Linked DNA regions of Mus musculus: regions 1 and 2 are each linked to region 3. A link is a contact called in public Hi-C and HiChIP or PLAC-seq data. All regions are on one chromosome and are shown on one strand. Each heading gives the region's core, a stretch centred on a gene start, on an enhancer-like site or on the middle of the called end of the contact. The rest is flanking DNA. Distances are from core to core; before and after follow the strand shown. Region 1 has its middle 17 kb from the start of Gm28876. Region 2 has its middle 8.9 kb from the start of Gm30528. Region 3 holds the start of Smug1 (single-strand selective monofunctional uracil DNA glycosylase).

Evidence for each region. A called contact is a pair of places that touch in the nucleus more often than the background predicts. HiChIP or PLAC-seq counts read pairs in DNA pulled down with a chosen protein or histone mark.
Region 1: a contact with region 3 is called in a Hi-C map of cerebral cortex, with 2.5 times the contacts expected there. The contact joins the enhancer-like site here to the promoter of Smug1 in region 3. A contact is called at or near these places in 3 of 39 promoter capture datasets (cranial neural crest, embryonic stem cells and macrophages), 3 of 15 datasets of contacts at CTCF or cohesin (embryonic stem cells and stem cell-derived epiblast-like cells), 23 of 484 Hi-C or Micro-C datasets (the Ba/F3 cell line, the G1E-ER4 cell line, the HL-1 cell line and 11 more), 15 of 115 datasets of contacts at active chromatin or transcription factors (the SCID.adh cell line, T-cell acute lymphoblastic leukemia, bone marrow-derived macrophages and 8 more) and 3 of 9 other capture datasets (adipose tissue, embryonic stem cells and pancreatic islet).
Region 2: a contact with region 3 is called in an H3K4me3 HiChIP or PLAC-seq map of neural tube, with 2.7 times the contacts expected there. The contact joins the enhancer-like site here to the promoter of Smug1 in region 3. A contact is called at or near these places in 3 of 39 promoter capture datasets (cranial neural crest, embryonic stem cells and second pharyngeal arch cranial neural crest), 13 of 484 Hi-C or Micro-C datasets (B cells, the G1E-ER4 cell line, the N1E-115 cell line and 8 more), 17 of 115 datasets of contacts at active chromatin or transcription factors (bone marrow-derived macrophages, craniofacial prominence, differentiating embryonic stem cells and 10 more) and 5 of 9 other capture datasets (adipose tissue, embryonic stem cells, liver and 2 more).

What each region holds. Positions count from the first base shown.
Region 1 is chr15:103,085,623-103,089,144 of GRCm38.p6, forward strand. No RefSeq gene overlaps it. Among named protein-coding and RNA genes, the nearest start is that of Gm28876, 17 kb to the right of the region's middle. Within about 2 kb of position 1,864, at least 38 of the 459 cell types and tissues checked have an H3K27ac peak or open chromatin away from gene starts, as enhancers often do. A contact at or near this core is called in the N1E-115 cell line, adipose tissue, cerebral cortex and 1 more, where this site is marked.
Region 2 is chr15:103,067,613-103,071,293 of GRCm38.p6, forward strand. No RefSeq gene overlaps it. Among named protein-coding and RNA genes, the nearest start is that of Gm30528, 8.9 kb to the left of the region's middle. Within about 2 kb of position 1,724, at least 47 of the 459 cell types and tissues checked have an H3K27ac peak or open chromatin away from gene starts, as enhancers often do. A contact at or near this core is called in the G1E-ER4 cell line, the N1E-115 cell line, adipose tissue and 1 more, where this site is marked.
Region 3 is chr15:103,161,043-103,164,599 of GRCm38.p6, forward strand. Smug1 (single-strand selective monofunctional uracil DNA glycosylase) reads right to left here and starts at 2,242. Exons shown (of 6, transcript NM_027885.3): 1 at 2,230-2,242; 2 at 761-932; 3 at 43-183.

The DNA of each region.
Region 1 (3,522 bases), core at 614-3,113, 76 kb before region 3:
CTTTTACTTGTATAGTTTATCCAACTGTATAACGTTTGCTTGTTTTAAACCATAGCCCACTGGGATCTCTGAGTTTTTTCAAACCTGCATGGGGACATAGGTGAGAGAAGTATTTATTGTGGCCCTTGAATGGATGGGGTCCTCCAGACCCCAGGACCAGGCTAGAGGTGTTGGGAACCCAAAGGGCCCAATGTCCATCAGAAGTGTGCTGAGCTGGCAATTGGGGACAAAGTTGGCGAGGCAGAGAGAGGAAAAGAAGGGAGTCTGGCTCAAGGCCAGAGGTGGCTCCCTAGGGAGTCCTCGGAACGGGCAGCCTGACGTCGCTCCATCCGTCCCGCCTGACGGATGGGTCTGCCGCTCAGGAGCAAGCTGTTGGGCCAGGCCGCTGCCAAGGCCAAACAGAGGCGCTTCTGTGTGCGCTGCTCCGCACGCGGCGAGTGGGGCGGGCGGGGAAGCTGAGAAGGTGATGGGGAAAGCAGACGTCCGGGAACTGCAGCCACGGGAGGTTGTGGGGGACGGGTCGCAGGAAGCTCCTGCTCCCCTAACCCCAGCCTCAGAGTGTCAACCGCGGGAGTCGGCGGAGACGCTCGTGGGATGGCTGGGGGCTGCTGGCGGGGGCAGACAGGCAGAAGATGGAGGCCTGGAAGATCGCGATGGCCCTCTGAGTGGTGACAACCGTCCGAACTTCCCACCTTGCGCGTCCACTGCGCGATCCTCCTCGGCTTTGGGACCCAGTCACCTTGGCCTCCCTGTCCACCAGTCGCCCCTTTGACCCCGCTCAGGACTCAAGTCCGAGAAGCTGCGCGATCGGTCCCTGGCCCGGCTCCGACCCCTCCCAGCAGCTGCCTCCCCCTCAGCGTTAATTAAAACTTGCGAGATGGAGAGGCTGGCGCGGGCGGCTCCGCTTTATTTGCAGCATCTTTCATGCTGCTGACGATCGTAAAGGGCTTTAATATTGAAATATGGGCCATTTTCCCAGCTCCAGCCCTCGCCGCGCGCTCCCCTCACCCCCACACCCAGCCACCCCGCGCTTGATGAAAGAGCCCCTGCAAATCCATTAAGAAGAGATAATTGAAAACTCCGGGGTAATATTTAAGGCCTCGCGCCTGGCGGGGCGGAGGGCCCCCTGCGCCCGCAGTGCCCGACAGTGCCCGCCCTCGCCCTTGCCAGGCCTCGAATTCTTACTCCTAGCAGCTCTCTGTGGAAGGCACCTGGGGACTCCCCAAGACAAGTGACAAAGATAGCCTAGAAGTAGGGGCGGCCAGTTGTGTCTACATCATGAATCAGATAAGGTGCACCTGCTTCTTGGCCTTGCTTAAAAGCCCCAATTCCTTTCTTGGCCATAGTGGTCCTCTGCTCTGAATGGCCGGGGAGCTATTGACTCCCCTTCAGATCAGGCTGATGCTGGCCAAAATGAGGGTCCCCGCATGGACGGTTGGGGGATTTCTCTGTTATCTTCCAGAAAGATTCTTGTCACCTCTGTGGTAGGCACTATAACAGGTACTGAACGGTGAGCCCGTGAGGTTATGATATTGCTCCCTCATGTCTGCTTTTGTACATGTTTAACCTTTCACAGCAGGTTTGTAGAAAACAGCCCTGCATATCTTCCTCTGTATAGCTCCCTGTGATGTGTATGCAGGCCACCTGTGATCCTATGCAATACTGTCCCTGAGCATGCGGTGTTGGCATTGTTTATAGAGACTGCCCTCCTACATGGTTGTGGCATCTTGGGAACAGGGATCAAGTCTAATTTCCCTCTTTCACCCCAGCTCCTGGCCCATCGCCAGGCACAGAACATGTGCTCAGGAAACGTCAATGATTTGGCTGCTGTCCACATCCCCTGAGAACTCCAGGGTTTCAACACTGGGCTGTGGTACTTGGGGGAAGGGTGAGCCAGAGCAAGAAGAGGAGTATCTGGAGGCCAGTCTAGCCATGACTGGCTTCAAGCTGTTTTGAAGATGGAAGAGGCACGAAGATTCTGTTCAAGACTGGAGTTTAGGAATCCATTCATTTGTCTCCTCTATCTGGGTCCTTTGTGGGTGTTTCTCCACTATATTTGACTTGCCTTCCAATTGGTCAGAACCAATCTCTCTCTCTCTCTCTCTCTCCCTCCCTCCCTCTCTCTCTCTCCCTCCCTCCCTTCCTCCCTCCCTTCCTTCCTCCTTCCTTCCCTCTCTCCCTTCCTCCTTCCTTCCCTCTCTCCCTCCCTGTGTATTCATGCATATATAAATATGTATACCATATGTGTATTATTGTGTGGAAAGGAAGGAAGAGAGAAGTGGGTTTGTTTTTTTTTTTTAGACACAACCCTGCAGAACACATGAGTGGGCCAAACCTTCCCACTAGTGCCCAGCTGCCCAAGCAAAATCTTTCCTAATCACCTTTGTGCTCCTCGATTCCTAACACCTGACCAGAGGTGGTCCTCACAGATGAAACCACAGAGGGCTAGAATGTTCTGTCTGAGCTGCTAGGCATGGTGGCAGTGAGTGACTCCCACATCTCCGTCTCTAGGCCAGCGGTATTCCAGGCATCCATCACCAACATGCAGGAGACTGAGATGATGTCACAGGGCCCATCAACAGGTCAAGAAAATTAGACTACCTAGCTAGGGGCCTGTTAACGAGTTCTGATTCCCCTTTCCTTTGGGGAACATTGTTCCACTGTTGCACAAATCACTTTCCCCTGGCCAAATACACAGCAATGACGTCCGTTTCCCTGACACTCAGGTCCTATCCAGTGACCATTTGCTTTTGGAGGTCTTTCTCCTCCTAGGTTCTTCCTCCCATCCAGGGTGGTGGTGCTCTTTGCCCAAATACAGTGTAGAGATTGTCCTGATAAGCTGGGCCTGGCCTCCTGAATAGCCTGTGCCTATTAATGGCCACTGAACCTCAGCCATAAATCCCCAAGTCTCGGCTCATAACCATTATCAAATAAGTGGGCTCATCGGGACTCCTTTATGAAACTGGGTCAGATGAATGGATTATATGAAGACAGAAATAGAGCTCTCCTGCCTTCCCCGCTACAGAGGTGTCCCCAGCATCCAGGGGAGGTTGGATAATTTTCTCTCACAGCTGCAGGCAGAGGTGGAATACAAAAGGGTGCCCAGTAGTCCACACCCATGGAATAAAAGGATCATGGATATGGACAGCCTTAGACAGCCCACAGCCTTTGGTTTGAAGACACACCCATGTGCACATATGTACACCCACGTGCCCCCAGTCACACAGTCATGGATAACCATACACACTGCAAGATTTATTTCTAGTCAACTTAATAGGCTTTAGAACCACCATGAAAGCAAACTTAGGAGCATGTCTGTGATAGGTTTTCCAGGTTAGTAGTCGAAATGGGAAGACCTAAGTGTGGGTGGCACCATTCCATAGCCTGGAGGTCTTGGATTGAATAAAATGGGGAAAGCCAGCTGAGTACCAATGTTCATCACTCTCTGCTTCCTGGCTACAGATGCAATGGGACCAGATGCTTCAACTGCTTCAACTGTGCTTCTCTGCCATAGTGGATTGT
Region 2 (3,681 bases), core at 474-2,973, 94 kb before region 3:
GAGCCCCATGTTTGGAGACAAGTTTTGTTCTGCTATTCATTAACACAATGGCTTTAGGCCTTCATTCACCTGAAACCTAGTTTCTTCATCTGTTAAGCAGGCATAGCAGTTTTTTAGTTTGTAGGGCTCTCATTATCAATGATAACAGTTCATCGTTAGTTGCATTGCATCCTTCCTTCGACACCCATCCCCCAACCTATGCTTATGTAACAGTCTATCGAATGCTGCCAGGTTGGTAAATGTCTTATCTCACCTTATCAACAGCACTATTCAGGGAGTGTCTTCTTCTTCTTTCTGGTTATTATCAGTGTTTGGAAAGCGAAGGAACTGAGCACCTTGAAGCTATATGTCTTGCCCAGGGTCACAGGATGAAGTAGTTAAGAACACAGATCTGCTATCTAACTGTAGTTTCAAACATAGGTTCTGTCAGTTACTAAACAGCTCTGGGATACAGTGTAACAACTAAGAAGCCTCAGGCTCAAGGCTCAGTCTGAGCCTCAGTTTTTTTCATCTCTAAATTGGGGATGTGAGGGACACTGACTTGGAAGGCACTCGTGAGAATTCAATGAGCAGAGTGCATATAGAGTGTTCAGCTCAGTCCTGCCCAATAAATATTTGCTGAGGTTATTATTACCAGCACCACCTCAGGGCCATGCTGAGGTCACCGTCACCCCTCCCCCCAGGGCCACGGTGTCTCTTGTTCTTTGGCATTTGGGACATGAGTGTGTGAATTTTGCAGAAGCCACAGAGCTGCTCTTTCATTACCTCACCACACACACTTCAAACCCATGACTTGGAAAAAGGACACTAAGCAGATTAGGACTCCATTTGGGGAATTAAATCAAAACTCAAGACTAACTCAATTTGGTTCTGAGGAGAGGGAAAGGTTAAAAGAGAATGAGCAGGCGTCTGGTGTGCTCTCCAAAGTGTAATTGGTCTGGATCTCCCAGTCTCTCCACTCCCCAAGGGTGGTGCCCAAGGGGGGCTCCCCTGGGGTGGAGGAATGGGAGAACTTCAAACCTAAGCAATTTGACAGTTGCTGGGGAATGATCCCAGAATACCTCCCCAAAGTGGATCCTCCTTTTTAGCTCCTCCTTGCCTTATGGATGCTGAGGGTCTCAACACTGAGTTCAGACTGAGAGTCTAGTAGGTGGGCCTCAATAAAATAAGGAGTCCTACTGAGGAAAACCTGTACCCAGTGTTGCTCTGAGGTGTCGAAGCACTACCGATATTGCTCTCTTGTTTTCTAGTGTATCTGTTTAGTCTAAAAGTATGATGAGCATGTATGCATAGAAGCAACTACTGTGTAAATACCCACTCGTCCTCATATATTTAGCTCAGATTATTCTGAGCACTGTAAACTACAAATAAAAGTCAATTCTTCAGGGAGAGTGACGATTTTTCTCAGCATTTTCTCCTGTGTTCTCAATATTCTCCACTCAAGCTATAAATAACCACTATTTCTCATTGCGCAAAAGGGGAAACTGAGGTTGGGGAAGATTAAGTAGTTCGTTCAGAATTACAGATTATGAGTGGATCCAAGGAAGATTACAAAACAGAGGTCAGAATCTTGAGCGAGAGGGCAAGGAGGGGCTAGATTGACCTAGCCTGGAAGCAGGAGGCACTCCTAAACCCAGAGATCTGAGAACGCCTGGGAGTTAGGAGGAGGGGCAAGGGAGGGACTCCTGGGCTGGCCAAACAGCGGGGCCTCGGGCGAGAGCGTCGCCAGCAAGTCCTCATTCTGCGATTACTGTCAGGGGACCATCCATCAGCACGGCCCAGGACGCTCAGGCCAGACTGCCCGCCGCCCGCCAGGGTCTTTCCAGATCGCATTAGCCCTGCCCAGGGCACAGTGCCGCAACGGTTATGAGCCGGTTGCACTGGGCAGGGGCGGGCACTGCAAGCTGCAGGAACATAGAAAGAAGTCCTCAAGAGCTCCCAGTTCCCAGCCTCCACATCCTCGGTGCTGGAGAGGCTCAGGAGAGAAAGGAAAATGCTCAGAAAACAGGGAGCTCTGGGAAGAAAACCAACTGGAGCAGAGGGGAAGAAACAGCCCCAAAGCCTCTTGGGGCAGAGAGGCTGAGAGGCAGAGAGGCAGAGGAGAGGCTGAAAGCAATAGCAGTGGGGGGTTGGGGGGGGAAGAAGGTAGAGAGACTCTCAAGAGCTGGAAAATAGTCTCCCCAGCATGGATAAGTACTCAAGTAACCCTGGCACTCAGGAGGCTGAGGCAGGAAAATAAGGAGTTGAAAGTCAGCCTGAGCCAGATTGTCATAGGCAGCAAACACCTTACAGATAATTCTTCTCCATTCACTGGCACCCCTAGTTTTAGAGATGAAGAATCAGACCCAGGGAAGTGCATTCCACACCTACAGACCCACTCCAGCTGATGGCTGGGTTAGCATTTGACCCTGACTCATAAGTTTCTTCAAACCACTATGTTTTACGTATCTGCTTTGGGCTGGGTCCAGGGGCTGACTGATCAGTTCCCCCTTCCCCAGAAGCTGCTGGTTCTGAGAGTTGAAATACAGCTGGAGGTTGAAGAAGAGCATCCAAGTCCCACAGTGTGGAGCCACTTTCTGTGTAGCTTTGAAGCAGCTCCTATAACTACATGCTCCCAAGCCACCACATGATCTATTCCATTGCTCAGAATCGTAGCTTATTTCCAGGATCGCTTCCATCTAACCTGCTAACTGGGGTTTGTTCAGCCATATACCTGGCATGCTGCTATATTTTACCCCTCAGATGAATAAGTATAACACCTGCTTGTAAATATTTGTCCACATCCATCCACTCACCAAAATATTTGGTTGGTTCCTGATGAGTAGCAGGCACCAAAGCTTAGAGCTTTCACCATGGCTCAAGGGAAGGCTTTAGTGAGACTCTCCACACAGCTCCGTGTGAGACATTATGCCAGCCAGGGGGCTCCAGATACTTGGTCCCTGTCCATGTAGATGATTGGCTTCTCTCTGGCTTCCTCCTCAGTCATCACTGGCTTTACAATATGATGGAGTCCCCAAATCCTTTTCAATTCATAGATAATCTTATCACTACTCCTTCCTCCTGGAACACAGTGCCTGAGCAGCTCCCGATGGCCTCCACAACCACTCGCTGACAGTCAGAAGTGCTTGCTTCTGTCTAAACCCAATCCTTCCTCCGCCATAGCCCAACATTACCACCTTAATGTAGGGTCTTGCCATGAAACACAGCCACTTTCTCTACAGTGCCTGTTCACCCAGGTGGCTAACTTTGTCTTAGGTAGTCAGGCAGGTAGGGATTCCTGTCACCAGGAAATCTGAAGTTCTATCTTCTCTGAAACAAGTGTTTGCTACTCAAGTCAGGATGGTTGTCCTATAGGAGGTTCTTTTCTTCTGGGGTACAATGTGAGTTTCTAACTCCAGCATCTTAGTTTCTGTATCAGTTCCAGGGAGATCTGGGGTGGAGGCTTAGGCCATGAGCAACTTTGTTTCCTATGGCCTGTTCAAGCCCAGCTCCCAGAAAGAGGTACAGAGAGAGGGTTTGGCATGTGGATACATCCACAGCCCCAGACTGAAGATTCAGCTAGTAGTATCAGTGTAATTCAGTCTTGTAGGTCATTTGTGCCACTATTGACACTGTATCCAGAGCAGGTGTCAGCAAGAGGCCTTGGCAATGACTCTGTGTCTTTGGATTAACTTCACATAC
Region 3 (3,557 bases), core at 992-3,491:
TTCTTTCTGGCTAATATATGAGGAGCTTTGCCCTATACCCACCTTTCCACCATGATGTTCTGCCTCAGCACAAGCCACGAGGCCAAACAGCCAGGGACTGGAACCCCTGAATCTGTGACCTAGGTTCTAGCTTTCCTCTCTCATGCTGTTTTTCTCAGAACAATGAACTGCCTGGCATTTTGGCTGTGAAGCCAAGACATATGTATCTCAAAAAAAGTGATTTAGATGTGCAGGAGAAGGCTGAGAGCCACTGGGTACTGCCAGAATTAGTGGCTTCTTCATGACTTCACCCTTTTGCCTCCCCAACCAGGGTAAGGAAGACTAGAAGCCAGGTTCTAGTCTATCCCCACCACATCTATAACATCCTAGGTCTTATCACCAACCCCTGCCCAGCTCTATCCATTTCCACTCTATCTATCAGTCTTGTTTAGAGCTACCTTTAAACAAAACATTTTTGTTTCTCTGTGCTAGGGGTGGAACCCTGGAGCCAGGCAAGGACTTTACTACTGAGCTGCCCTGATCCTTAATGAACCATTACTGATGGATTCCTCTCTACCACCCATAACCCCAGTATGAGAGAATGATGGTAATAATAGTATATCACTAAGCTACATCACTAGCTCCCACTGCCTCTGCTGCTTCCTCCTCTCCCTCCTCCTCCTTCTTTCTTTTAGACTTTATTTTTATCTTATGCGTTTTGAGACAAAGTCTCACTACATGGCTTTGCCTGTCCTAAAATTCAAGATGTAGACCTACTAACCTCCAACCAGTGGCCTTCTTCCTGCCTCAGTCTCCCGAGTGCTGGGATTACCTGGATGTGTCACCATAGCAGGCTAGAAATCTGGTTTGTCCACACAGGCTCCCAGAACATTCTGGAAAGCTGAGGACGGTGTGGCGAACTGGGTTTTCTGGGACCTTTGCTTTGCAAGTCCCTGTGTAGAACCAATATTAGAAAAAACAGCACAGGGATCTCTCTCAGGTCTAAGATGGGTCTGCTCTGGGCTGAAGACAGCAAGGATAGGCATGCACAGAAGTGAGGAGAGCTTATTTTCACTGTTCATCTGGTAGCAAGTGTCACAGGCTAACTAGAATGCTAGTCCTGGTTTCCTCTCTTAAACGGTTCTTTCTCTTAACAGTTGTTTTTATTTACTAGGGAGAGCAAGCACACCTTAGCAACTCATGTGGCAAAAGATAACTTTTGGGAGCTGGTTCTCTTCTACTGTCAAGGCTCTGAGGAATGAATATAAGTCATCAGGTTTGGTGGCAAGAGCCCTACCAGCCAAGACATCTAAGAAGGTTCTCTTGCACAAATCACTTTAAGGCTCTTCTCTATAGGAACCATCAACCTACCTCCAGCAATTGTTTATTTCTTAAATATTTGAGTCCCTCATATGTTGGGGGGATAACTCCAAAATAAGATATAAGACAGGTTTGGGATAAGCCATGAAGAGCTAAGAGGACAGATATAATCTGAGCTTTGCTGTCCTGGACAAAAAATCAAAAAAAAAAAAAAAAAATTCCTAGCAGGAAGTCTGACAGTCCTCCCTAAAGTCACCAACAGCCATAAGCTCAATGCCTGATGCTGCAACTCAGTGGAGTGTATACCAAAGATGAATGAAGCCTTGGGTTCAATCCCCAGCACTGTAAACCAGGTATAGAAGCTCGTATCTATCAGCTCAGCACTCAGGAGGTAGAGGCGGAAAGATGAGAAGATCAGGAGCCTTTTGTGTGTGTGTGTGTGTGTGTGTGTGCATTTTTTCCCCTCAAAAAGCAAAATGCCTTAAGAAACATGTCACACATTTCAAATTACATTAAAAAACAAAGGGCAACCCTGAGATACATCCAGGCCACAGTGCGATGGAGGCTCATTAAGTAAAAGTACTGGCTGCTCTTTCAATGGTTCTCAGTTTAATTCCCAGCACCCATAATGCGGCTTGCAAGAGTCAAACTGCAGTCCTATAGTATCCAATGTCCTCTTCTGGTGTGCAGACAAAACACCCATATATAAAAAATAACATAAATAAACCTAAAACAAAAATAAGAATCCAAGCCACTAGCTAGCCGCTGTCCCTTGTAGGTGGTACAGAAATCCACAGGATTTAAATCAAAACAGCGCTGCAGGGCTCACAGGGGCCCCTTGTAGGCCTTGGAGTCACAGAGCGGCTACCTCTCCGGAACTCCGAGAGCCCCCACCGCCCTTCCCAGAGATCCAGCCCCCTACTCCCTCACCTGCACAAGCTCCCCATGCAGCTTCCGCTTCCTTTCTTCGTCCTGGCGCGGAGGGCACTGGGAGTTGTAGTCGACAGCATTTAAATAAGAAGAATGGCTAGCGACGTCTGCTTCCGCCGGAAATGCCAAATCCCCGGAAAACTCGCTAAAAGAGTTCCACGGGTCGCTGGGGATTGTAGTTTAATAATATGATTTACATCAAGACGTCACAACCATCTGGACTCTGCAGCCATCCCCAATACCTCATCCACCAGAGACCTTTCCCTCTTGCTGCCCCGAGGTATAAGGCATCATCTTTGCAGCCCTCCAAGGGCCATTAACTGTTTACATAACATCCAAAGAGGCAACCGTGTGGTTGTGGCGGATCTACAGAGTGAGTTCCAGGACAGCCAGGGCTACACAGAAACCCTGACTCGACAAAACAAAACAACCAAACAAATATCCACGAAGGCATTTCTCTCAGCACCTACCTCTTTGACAGTGAACATCCCTGTTAGCATTAGCATCTAAATCCACAGCCTCGCCATTTTAATCTGTTTCTCTCTTGCCTTGACATCTGCCAGCCTGTATCCTGAATTGGGTTTCTCCAAGAAGCAAAATCAAAACCATCCTTTTATCAATGTGAGGAGATGTATTGTGGAAATACGCTCACAGCCCTATGGGACCTGCTGCCTGTAAGCTGGAGAACCAGGGAAGCCCTTTGTGTTAAGAGCCCTTCCTTAGTCATTGGTTGCACTGGACTCTGAACAGGTTGGTGGTGCCCACCCAGGTTAGTAAGGAAGATCGTCCTGACTCAGATTTTTGTTTATTTACCAACTCTTATGTCTCCTGGCCCTCATAAGTAGACATATATAAATAACACATCCCATCTTTCCAGACTCTCCTACAATAGTCTTCCCAGGAAGCCTTCTCCAACAAACTTTAATCCCTAATTGCACCTAACTAGCCCCTCAGCACTGACTTCCAAAGCCATTCACACCCTGCTTTGTTCCTATCTAACTGGACATTTCACTGTGACTTTTCACTCAACTGGAATCTTCCATGGGTAGATATCTTCTGGGTCCCTTGCCTTCCCCAATACTCATGCCGGGGGAAGCCAGGGCTCTCATCACCAAAGCAAAGTCCCCAATGGGTGCTAGGGAAGAAGACCAGGGAACCCAGAACACAATGCCTTTCCCAAGACTGCTCTAGCATCCAGATAAAAGCAGTGGGTGCAGCTGTTGTGAGTAGTGACCATCCAGCATCAAGGTGAGGAATCACTCACCTGTATTCCATCGAGGCTGCCCCTTACTTGCTGAGCTGTAGTGCACAGCAGCCTTGTCCCTCTG